Regions from separate parts of the Mus musculus genome. Here region 1 is linked to region 2. The links are chromatin contacts, called in public targeted proximity ligation maps. All regions are on one chromosome and are shown on one strand. The core of a region is the stretch at or near the end of the contact, and the rest is flanking DNA. Distances in the headings are between cores, read along the strand shown. Region 1 overlaps Sgms1 (sphingomyelin synthase 1). Region 2 overlaps Sgms1 (sphingomyelin synthase 1).

Evidence for each region.
Region 1: a contact with region 2 is called in a targeted proximity ligation map of heart atrium, with 5 read pairs. A contact is called at or near these places in 7 of 484 Hi-C or Micro-C datasets (the HL-1 cell line, Sertoli cells, bone marrow-derived macrophages and 4 more), 16 of 130 datasets of targeted methods (CD8 T cells, the HPC-7 cell line, astrocytes and 10 more) and 4 of 9 other capture datasets (adipose tissue, liver, macrophages and 1 more).

Annotation. Positions count from the first base shown.
Region 1 is chr19:32,339,544-32,345,633 of GRCm38.p6, forward strand. The region is part of intron 2 of Sgms1 (sphingomyelin synthase 1); the gene reads right to left. Among named protein-coding and RNA genes, the nearest start is that of Sgms1, 46 kb to the right of the region's middle.
Region 2 is chr19:32,177,329-32,183,565 of GRCm38.p6, forward strand. The region is part of intron 5 of Sgms1 (sphingomyelin synthase 1); the gene reads right to left. Among named protein-coding and RNA genes, the nearest start is that of Asah2, 77 kb to the left of the region's middle.

The DNA of each region.
Region 1 (6,090 bases), core at 473-2,972, 160 kb after region 2:
AGGTCCTTGACAAACATCCCTTCAAAAGAAACAGGCAAGATGAAATGGGAGTTACACACACACATACAAAGCAACCTAATATTGGCAATTTCCAGTAGAAAATTTAAGCTTTCTCATAAAAGTAAAATTAGGGTAATTTTTACAGACTTAGTGTATTACATACAAATGATCCTTTTCATCCTAAAATTCTATATGAAATGAAACTGAACAGTTCTGTCAGTTAACTTCCTTCAGTGTCCTATCCAGAGCTGGTCTAGATCTTGTCCATCCTTAGCAGAGGCACTTACCATCAAGTCCACTGAAAATGGCTCTAACAGGTACCTGCTTTTCAAACTATTCATTCTTTAGACATTTGCCCTTGTAAGTTTTCTATCTTACAAGATTTCTATCTTGTAGAGCTTTGAAACTGCTGTATAGCTGACATTCTGAAGTAGTGCAACATCTAACAAAGTCCTCTGAGTGGCATTCCTACAATTCTAAGAATTGCCACAGAATAGACAGAGCTGAAATGGAGGACTCCAGGGACATTTCTGATGGCTTGAATTTGGTCAAAAAGGTTTCTGGCACTGACCCTTTATCACCCATGACTGTTCCTCATACACACACACACACACACACACACACACACACACGGTTGATCAGACCAACGGAAACAGATCTCATCCTAGTGACAGGGGCCCATCAAGACCAAGCAAGATGGTTTATCTGGTATGTCACTGGAGGGAACTATACAGAGGCGGTGGGACTGAAATGAACTCTGGGGCATGATGACACATACCTATGAGCCTGCACTTGAGAGGCAAGAACAGAACTATATCAAGCTCAAGGACAGCCTGCACTACATCAGGAGTCCTACTGTCAACAGTAAAAATAAAGTCCTTTGTGTCAGTCCTTCCAACAGTAACTAAAGCCATGACAGTACTGAAGTGGTTCTCATGCATGCTGACATGTTAATGTAATTCCTCCGCTAGAACTCCTCGTCTGTAGCTCCTATTCACAGGAAAGATGGCTCCCAAACAATTTATTTAATTGAATGTCTTCTGGTTTTGTCTCTGAATTCTGCTTTACAGTGGTGTTTCTACCTTCAGTTTCAAACATCCAACTCTTTCACTTACATATGTCGAATATCACCATGTGTCCCTTTTGTGATGGTTGCTGGCCACTAATCACCTAGCTTAGCCCCCAGGCATGCCTGTTAGGAAGGGAAGACCCACCCTAAAGAAGGGCCAGTAGATGGCTGAGCTCGTTGAGTCAAAGCACTTGCTGGCTACATGAGATGATCCAACACAGTCCGTAGTACAGGCAGCAGCAGAAGAGAATGTCTGGCAAGAAGTCACCCCCTGGCCTTGCCTTGGATTCCTTCAGCACCAATATGAGAACAATTATCTGCTATCCAGAGCTTGCATGTGGGAATGGATCATCTCATAGGAACCAGATTGGGGCCCTTGACTATCAGACAAAGAATTTCTCCCAGAGTGCTTACAGGACCTGAACTTAGAGATGAGCCAGGCATACCTTGATTACTATACCATATACCTTCTTCCCCTGTCCCAACTCTTATTCATCTTACTATGGAGAGCAATCATCACCCAAACAATATTCTAACTGGGGCATCCACACAGGGATCTAATGAAATGCCAGCAATGGCTAAGACACCCTACCAATGGTACTGATCTTAGAGCTCTCCCCCAGCAACCATCACAGCTGCAGCTGGAGAGCACACCCCTTTTGGCAGAATAGTCAAATTCCATAAATGCCACCCTTTCTCTCGTCCCTCCACATGCTGGAGGCGTCCCACAATGGACAGAATATTTCATTCACCCTCTGCTTGAGAACAATTTTTCTCATAGAGAAACTGGGTAGATAATTCTCAACCAGATGACAGGTCTATTCATGACAATCTCAAGTGACAAATGACAAAGCTATTCTCTGTCTCATAATACTTCACATATTTTTTTTTCTTTAATCAGAATCTGTGTCGCAAATTTAACCCCTTTATTTCCTGGTAGCACTTTTGAGGTCACCCACTATGCAATAATTTCTCTCTCTCTCTCTCTCTCTCTCTCTCTCTCTCTCTCTCTCCACACACACACACACACACACACACACACACACACACACCTTCAGCCAACAGAAATTCATTAAGAAATACAAATAACAGTTATCAAACACTGAGTGCCAACATCATGTTGGCTCCAGGATGAAATTTTAATAACTGTTGTCCCTCAAGAACAGAATCGAAATGTGCTTGTCTTTAGTGGTTCTCTGGCTCCTTATCCAGGAATCTATAAATAGTGCCGAGCTAGGCTCTAAGCACTGAGCACGAACTAATTCTAGCAAGATCAGAAAGTGGTGGTTTTTGCACACAACTGTAATAGTACTCCTTCTCAGAAAGGGGGGGCGGGGATTGTTTTCCCTTTGCTGGCCCTCAGAATTCGTAAGTCTTTTGAAAATGCAAGCTTCTTCAGATAAGCTGAAGAAAGCCAAGGAGGTACTGAGGCCAAGACTTTGAAAGTGGGTATACATGGCAGAAGCAACAACTACAATAACCCACGGGGATGGCGCTACGCAGAAAGCCTGAGGTGAGCATGGCTCAGTTAGTGCGTCACCATCCACAGGGCCCCTCTTGGCATCAAAGGTCCTGGTGGGCACAGCTCATGTGGGTCACATCAATACCACAGAAAGAAACAAGGAGGCTGGCTTGGAGGGTATGACAAAGACAGAGAAGTCCAGAGCAAGAGAGGAGTTACTAATTAAGCAACGAAGGCCCCTTTCTTAACAAGCAAGAATTTGTGCTTTGTTTATATTTATTTTGGCTAAAAAATATTACTGGACTGTAGGAGTCTTCAAGAGACAAGAGTGACTTTGTAAGCATAGGGAACGTGTGGTCTGGGGTCCACAAAGGCTCCTAGAGTGTGTCCAGGGCAGTTCAGATGGGCAGTAGACTGTTCAGCACTGAGCCCTACACATCTGAAAGGAAGGATCACGGATGGGCAAGTTTTCCTAGCAATCAGCATGGAGACAGGGTTTCCTTGTCTGTCTGGGTATGGAAGTGATAGACAGGCATTGAGGAGTGGCTGTTGCGCGTCACCACAGCCTTCTGAAAACAAGGCCTGTTATCTAGTGACCGCCAAGGCCAGAAACATATCTTACTGCAAAATGACCAAAGCATTCCTCCAAACAGCTGTGCGTGGATGTAGACAGTGGGTACACCCCATATTCAGAGAGAAAGGAATTGATCACCAGAGAATTATGAAATTATCCATGGCTAGTTAGCCTATTTAAAAAAAAAACCATTCTGTCCTCCTAAAGCTGCTTCATATATGCAGAGACCTGCTCTCAGAATTAAAGCTAAAACTCCTTTCCCTACCCATTGGTAGTCTGAGACTGTGTGCTTTGTGGGAGCATTCTCTATGAATAAAACTCACAAGTTTAGCCCAGCTCCCTGGGCTGTATTTATATCTAATCTCTTTGGGCTAGGAATGTCCTTTGTGGGTGGTCAGCAGCAAATAGATTTAAAGTCTATTATTCTGCTTGTTATGGGAAACAACTTAGTGTGTCTGCTGCATTTTAATCTAAGGATTATATGCTTAGCCTCTGGAAAATTCATTTTAGAAACATCAATAAGAATCTTTTTAAGCATTTTTTTTTAATCAGGAGGCCTAATTATCATTTACACATTTATTGGTACTTAAGGCCCTGACATAAAAAGCCTTGAGCCCAAAAAGGCGAGGCAGCTGTTGCAGACTTAACAAGAAGCCAGTATTCTCCTGGGACCATCTAAACGTATACCACACCTTGAAATAGAGTTAGAGTGGATGCTCGCCCTGCAAGTGCGTTTGACCAAAGCCTGATGCTGCAAATCCTGACCTCCTTTTGTCGTTGGTTTATTTGGTTTGGGTTTAGGTTTTTAAGACTTCCAAATGGACTTTAAGTTAAATGAGCAAATACATTTAGTGCCTCTCTTCAAAATTCTCAACACAAAAACCATTATTTCTTTGAAAAAGGCATAAATCTTCTAGAACAAAGATAGCAGAAACCAGATAGTAAAATCTTCAAGATGTTTTAGAGGTGAAAAATGAAGACAATAGACTTAGCAGACCAAAATAAGACACATCTTCTAATATGTGGAGCCCCATTCTGCCTCAGAAAAGACATTCCAAAACCATCAGGCATATAAAACATCTAACGTGAAAGACAAAAGAAAGGGGAAAAAGTGCAACTTGAAGCAAAAAATGGTGCAGAAAAATAAAATTTCAAAGGTAAAAAAGTTAATCTCTGAATATCTACTTAGTTTATGAGACCACTCAGGGGCTATCAGCAACTGAAAATAAAATAAACCTGATAAATTAACAACTTTAGAAGGGTTCCAAGAAAAATGTAAGTTATCTTTGGGAAGAGGCGTTCAGAGGCAAGTCAAACATCCTACAGCAGGTCCAGAAGGAAGCTGAATAGACAATGAGGGAAGCCAATACTGCAGCCCGGAACATAAAAACAAAAGGAATGAGCGGCTCCTTCCTGGTGCTGTGAACTCTGTGCCTTTCTGAGCTCTGCCCAGGCGCAGACAGAAGCAGGGCTCACAACTCCATGCTACCTACAGTCCCTCCCTGCAGGTGAGTCTGCCTGAGGACTCAAGATAAACAGCCACTTGACAAAGCAATAGCAGAGAGAAGAAACACCATACTCTGTACTCAGCTAAGTAAGTCTCTCCTTAAACAAGACCCCGCACCAGCAAAGGGTGCAGCCCACATTGGGTTTTCTTGCTTCAGTTAACCAATTAAGAAAAATCCTCCGCAGACAGGCCCAGCGCCAACCGGAGCCACCCCCTCCCTCTCGGAGGCTCTCTTCCCAATTGCTCCTAGTTTTTGTCACCTTGGTAAACTCATCATCACAGTGCTCTTTGGACACCAGCAAAAGACAAACAAACATAACCGAAAAAGCACATCCCAATCGCGGCAGGTGATCATTAAACTGCTGAATGCTTTCATGAACGATGTCAAAAGACACAATAGAAGAGACCCTGTAAAGAACTGAGAATCGGCAGGCGCTAGTGTTCTCACAAGGAGCCGGAATGCTAGGAGGTGAGCAACGCCCTTCCTATCAACAGCTCAGTGATTTCCAGCCAGGAACTCTACACCTAGCCAGGCAATCAATTATACATGAGTGTTACACTCTCAGGTATACAGCAGCTCAGAAGTCTTACCTCCCATTTGCAAGTTGTTAGAAAGCTTGCAAAATTAGAAGGTAAAAGAAGAAAAATCAGAATATGGGCTGGGGAAAGGAGGAAAGCCAATCAGAGACATGATACACATGGACTACTCAGAGAGGACCTAAGAAAGAAACAGCAAGCCCATAGCACCGCCCACAGCACCGCCCACAGCACCGCCCACAGCACCGCCCACAGCACAACAAGGGATGGCTCCAGGTGTGAGTCCTTCAAGATGAAAGTAGTATGTGTTAAAATACTGCCAGAACCCTCCTGTATAAAGCTGTGGTTACTCATACATGTCTTTAAAAAGTGACTGATTTTTTTTTTTTTAAATCAAGATGCAATGTAGCCAAGCTGCTAAAACAAGGCATTCGTGGGTCCTATTTACACAAAACAAGATAAACCACCAGGTAAGGAATAGCACATAGGGACTGGGCCCTTTAAAACAAACAAACAAACAAAACAACAAAAACAATAGCCTAAACTTTTAAAAGAAGACAATATTGCATTCTACATCAAGCTTGACAACTTGCAAAATACATACTTTCATGTGAGCCTCACCACTTAAACTTAGCAAAGCTGTGCCAGAGACAGGAAGCTCTTTATAGTTAGTTGTATCTAGCAAGTTGATAACACCTGCCGCCATCGGATCTGCAGACTCTAGACTACAGGGAACATGGCATGCTCTAATTGAGTCCTAGACTTATGAACTGCTCAGGACGGGAGGCTGGGGACTATAGAGGGAGGAACGGAACCTGCTGGGGATTGAACCTGGGTTTCTCTCTCTCTTGGACCACTTATTACACATCACTCTGTGTTACATCACGTGGTATATATTTTCAAATAGTCAAATTCATGGAAACAGCAAAATGGTTGACAAC
Region 2 (6,237 bases), core at 2,898-5,397:
TTATTTCTTCTTTCTTCTTCTTCTTGTTTTTTTTTTTTTTTTTTTGCTTTTTTGTTTTTTTGTTTGTTTTTCGAGACAGGGGTTTCTCTGTGTAGCCCTGGCTGTCCTGGAACTCACTCTGTAGACCAGACTGGTCTTGAACTCAGAAATCTGCCTGCCTCTGCCTCCCAAGGGCAGGGATTAAAGGCATGCACCACCACTGCCAGGCTCAGATGTTTTATTTCTTAATTATTGGAAAGTTGGAAGCTAGCCTGGCTTACAAAATGAATTTCAGGCCAGTTTGGGGTACATGGCAAGACGCTGTCTCAAACACACACACACACACACACACACACACACACACACACACACACACACACACAGGCACATGCATGTGCACACATATAACCACAGAATGTTCATGGCTGCACTATTTTTAAGAGAGTTTTTCCTCAAGTATTTCATCCATTTCATTACAATCCACTGCTGTGGTCTAGCAATAGAAGGTGCCCCTTCACCATGGAATACATGTCATTTGAATGAATGTAGCATGACTTACACACAGCAACCTGTCATAGGGTTCATTTTAAGATGTGTTTTCTTAGCACAGATAAGTAGACATATATACTTACATTTATATATGTACATGTCCAGAAACATAGAGATTCTTGTAGGAAGATGGGTAGACAATGGGAGAGAACACAGAATTCTAGCTTTTTACACAGGATTTATATGTCACAACTAGATGCCATGCTAGTCTTTGAAAAAAGTGAGAGCTGGAACACAGAGGGAAAGCAGAAAGAGGGAAAACAGAACAAGAATTGCCTAAGGATTCAAGTCCAGGGTGATATGTCCCTTTAAATGTGAGTGGCCACCTGGAACAGTGTCAGGCTGCCATGGGCTTACCATAGCCCATCTTCTTGGAAATCTCTGTTGCTGGGACACTGGATAAACCCTGTTAATACCAGTAGTCTTGGCAGGGCATCAAGGAAGATGGTGAACAGCTGCCTCCCTTAAGACCACAGCAGACATTTTCGCTACCAGTCCAGGGGGCAAGCTCCTTCCCTCTGGAGCCCTGAGACTTTCCTAAGTGCCAACACTCCAGTGCTCTTCAGAAAGACTCGGCAAGTCACCAAGATCTAGCAGAGCACACAGATGGACTCTTCAGGTTTGTTCCTACACATGGAGACTCAGGTTTCTAGAATACAGATTTAGAACAAAACCAAAACCAAACCTACCCTGATGGCTGTGGAGGCACAAGCCTTTAATCCCAGCACTCAGGAGGCAGAGGCAGGTGGTGATCGGTTGAGCTGGAGGTCAGCCTGGTATACAGTGAGTTCCAGGACAGCAGGAATACACAGTGAAAACCTATCTTGAAAAATCAAACCAGAAACAACAACAGAAAACATTTCCTAATATTGTAAACGCAGTTAAAGACAGCAACCATGAGCTCTAGAAAAGAGTCTGACATGGCCTGACCAATCTGCAGCTGGTTTCTAAAAACCCAGACTAGAAAGATGCCTGAAGTTCTTAGTTTGTCTGTGATACTAAGGCTCCTCTAAGGTCATGAGACTCAGTGTAGAAACCTTCCTGCTGTCACCTACTTGCCCCAGCCCCAACCTGGACACTATGAGAGGCTGCATTGGACTGAGGCATGAATGGCTCAGAGACCATTCAGAACTCAGTGCCCAAATATTAACATGCCGCCTCCCGGAAACGTCAACACCGAGATTTACTTACTAGCATTTACTCTGAGCTTCGTTCAAGGTGTTGAGTGTACTGGTCTTCCTATCGAAACGAAGGGACATGAGACAAATATTTAACTGAGATTTTAAGACCTAGATGCCGGGGTAAATAGCTCAGCTGGCAAAGAGCTCGTCACACAAGCAGAAGGATCTATGTTTGAAGCCTTAGCACTCCGTGAAGAGAGGTTATGAGAGACACTCCACTCTAACTTCTGGCTTCCACTCGAGGACACACAGCACATACACAAATAATACACCAGTAAGACTAAGTCCTGTGTGGTATAGGAGGCACTGACTAAGAACACTGTTTGCAGGACCACTCAGGAGGGAAATGTTCTCAATGCAGGGAAGTGCTGCAGGGGCTGCTGGGAGCTCCTCTCCGCCACAGTGAAATATCCCATATCTCTTGTGCTTCAGTGAGACAGTGGGCAGACAGCAGAAAGAAGAGACAGTGCACGGCGACTGTATGTTATTTCTCTTACTATTTTCAGCTCATTTCAGCTTAAATTGCTCTTGGCATTAAGAACCTGCTTTTCCTCATTATCTGAAGAGTTAGCAGTTTTCAGTTTGAAATGATGAATGTTCTACAAATAGACAGCGTCCATCACCGCTGTGAATTCCCACCACCACTGCTATGGTATGCATGTGTCATGCATTCCACAGGCTCCCGTGTTTAAAGGCCTTGGCCCTTGATCCCTTTAGGGAACAAGGTCTATAGGGGAAGTAGCTACTGGAGGGGGAATTCTTATGTGTTATATCCTGGCCCTGGCTCCCACCCTTTTAAGTTGTCTCTGTCGGGTATACTGTTATAGAAGTGAGAAAGTAACTAACTCCTACTAGACTGTACACTAGTAACTCCTGCTAGATTGTACACTAGTAACTACTACTAGATTGTATACTAGTAACTACTGTTAGATTGCTGCAATCTGGGGTTGGGAAATTTAGCTGAGTGGGAGACACTTGCCTATCAAGCAAAGGCCCCAGCTTTGGTCTGCAGCCAAAGAGGGGCTGGGTTGGAGGGCTGAGGTAAAGTTTAACTTCACCACTAAAAGAAAAGTGTTTTCTTTGTAAAATGAACTATAACCAGCAAATGAGCCAAGGAGAGAGAGAGAAAAGAATCCAGCCACGGCTGACCAGGGCAGGCTCTGTGAATAGTTTACCTTACCGAGGAGAGCTTGCCCGCTCCACCCTTGGCCGTTCCTACCATTTCCCCTTTCTGGGGCCAGAGGGCACTGAAGAAGGGAGACAGGTGGTTCGGGAGATAATGAAACTCCCAGTCAGCTGGGTAGTTTTAGCATTCCTTGTTGCATGGTCAGAAGGACCCAGTGCTTTGGGCACCCTGTTCCTTCACCTCCCCAGTTTCCTACGTCCAACTTCCCCCTAGTCCCTTCACGACCTCAGCTCCTCTGCACCGCGGTCAGAAAACTCAAGTTCAGGAAGGTAATTTGTTTTCTTTTCCTTTTCCAAAACCTTTCCTGACTCAACTGAAGTTGAAACAACAAGACAAAAATCAGACAGACTGTCTATGTACAATCACATATATTTTCTCCTGGTAACTTTAACATGGAAGAATCTTGTGAATTAAGAACTGGGATTATATATGACTTCTGACCCGTGGGTTTCGGTTGGCTCCAGCCAGTCTTGGAAAATAGTCTAGTTCTGGAATTGGAACAGAATTAGTACTCTTGTGTACGAGTTGCTTTCTTGGGAAATGATTAGGGACATGGAAAGTGCCTGTGGTGTTCCATATTGTAAGTTTTAATGAAGCTTAGATTCAGCAAGTGTCCTACACACTACAGTTATGCTTCGCTCGTTTGTTGGCTGGCTTGGCTTTACAAGATAGGGTCTCACCATGTAACACTGGCCTGGTCTCAAACTCACAGAGAACCTTCTACCTTTGTCTCATGAGTGCTAGGATTAAAGGCATGTGCCATCATGCCCAGCACGGCCCTGCTTTGGGGGTAATATATCTTAGATACATATGTACAGAAAGCAAGGATTTGAGTCTATGTCCTAATATCTCTTCTGACTTTATTCTGCATAATTTCACAGTTCAAATTTTGTAATAAGCATATTACTTTCATAATCAATAAAGGCTATAAAAAAATGGATGTCCTAAAGGTGGTGCCTTCCCCAAATAAAACTACACTCGAACACGTTATCTACCTACTCCACTCCAGAAAGCTCTCTGCACGTATGCGCTCATCCAGCGTGATAGGCAGAAAGTGAGAGGCAAGACCCAGTGAAGTGACAAGCTAAATTTAGCAGACAGATCTGAGCTACACTTCTCAACAACAACCCCTGAAATAGTCTGGTCTTACAAAACTAAAGTGCATAAGCTTGTCACTCAGGGCTTCCCAGGGCACTGAGTTCTATCGAATGCTCCCGAGAGTCACATGCTAGTAAATGAAGTGCCACTGTCTGCTATTGCACAATATCCTGGCACACAGCGCTTTGTGTCGCTACAAAACTCGGAATGCCCACAAATCAGAGGCAAAGGTCAACCTCCCTTCCTCCCCTTTTCTTTTTGTTCTTTTCCGTGTTGTTTTAAGCCAGGGACTCACTATGAAGTTCAGGCTGGGTTTCAAAGTGAGGCTCCAAGCCTGACTCAGCCTCTCAGGTGTAGGATTAAAAGTGTGTGCCATCATGGCCTGCTTAAGGTCAAGATCCAGAAACACACTTATTAACCACGGAAATCACAACAACCTCGCATAACAAAGACTCAAAGATTTGTAATAAAAACATTTTCTCCAGTAGACACTGAAATTATTAAATGTGTTTTGTAATGTGGAATTATCAAAGACTTTAGGTCATCACGCTGCACTGCTGAAGAGAAGGCGGCCCAGGAATGAGTGACGTAAGTCTCTTACTCCATGTCCAACCCACAGAGTTGCCAGGATTATCACTCTATTGCTTAGAGAGGCAAAGGCAAAATTTCTCTTTCTCCTACTTCTCCTTTCACAAAGTCTAAAAATAATTCCACTTGTCATAGTTTCACAATTTCTATGGAATTTTCTTTTAAACTTCCAGTCTTCTTTATGGCCTAACATCTTAAACACACACGCCCTTCCTCGGGGCAGCAATCTGTTAAGAGAGCAGAGATGGCTTCCTCGCTTGTGCTTTGAGTTAAACAGTGTAATCCAACCAGAGGGGAAATCTCAGGCTGGAAGGTAAACAGGATCTGAGGAAATCGCAACATCCCCTAAAGACAAAGCTTTCCTTTTCTGGGTACACGATTACCTGCTTGGTTTGAACTCCAAAGAGCAGTGCGTCACAAGCCTGTCTCAACTTCCTGAGCATAGTGTTCTCTAGATATGGCTCTATTATGTCCACAAGATACCGAGTCCTTACAAAGCACATGTTGTCATATTTATGCTTTCCTTTGTTTTCAGTAGGCACAAAGATATTTTGTTTCCAACATAAAATAAAAACTACCTAACGGCCATGGGGTTTGGCTCAGGGGAACTGCTTTTAACATGTTTATATTTACACATAGATGGCCTTAAAACATTAGAGTTCAACATGGCGCTACATGCCTACTGGAATCCCTTTCCATTTATATCCTGAGGTAACCGTGCAATGGGGTGGGGCTTGTGGAGGTGATTGTGTCACCATGATAGAACCCTCACAGATGAGACCAGTGTCCATACAAAAAAAAAAAAAAAATGAGACCCAGGAGGGCCCTGTCCCCTTCTATCCCAAAAGGGCCTGGTGCTAATAGCCTCTGAAGATGCTGCTGCACTGGTCACTTAGCTAGCCTTCAACTTTTCTACCTTGAGGATGGGCAGACACTCCTGCGCGGTATGGCATTTTTACAGTAGTAGGGGTAGACTGGGACTCACCTCTTCAATACTTGGCTAAACATTCTTTCTTCCCAGGTGACTACAATTTTGAAAGACCTCAGAGTTAGGCTGTCTCAAAGCTGAGACTTTTGTTACCGAATCAAAAACAACAGTAAGCAGTATTATCCTGCTGAGGGCTTTCCATTGCCCTGTCATTCTGAAAATAATGTTCTTAAAGTTGCAGAAAACTGAGGTATACCCTTCGTTAGCTTTGTGTCAACTTAAGAGAACCAGGGTACAATGACTAAAACCAGGAACTGAACATTAGTGTCTCAACCAGGGCTGTATAGCCCTTGTTCTTTCAATCTCCTTACCTCCTCTATGCTCGCTTACCCTGTCCTTGTCAACAGTTAGTTTTGCATCTCCTTACCCTCCCCACCAGGTTCCTCTTTCTTTTCTTGTTTCTCATGACCTGGGCAACTCTTAAAACACAGTATTCTGTAGAATCTCTGTGAGTCGAGCCCATCAAGTCTTCTCCTGATTCCACTAGAGTCACGTACTCAGACTAGAGTATCCAGAAGTGAAACGTGTCCCTACTCAGTTATCCTACCAAGCAGTGCATGCTGGTCAGCTGCCACTGTACTGTTTTATGACGCTCATATGGATTCCATGGTCCCACTTTTTAACTGGAAGTTATATATATATATATATATATATATAATTATGGAAAT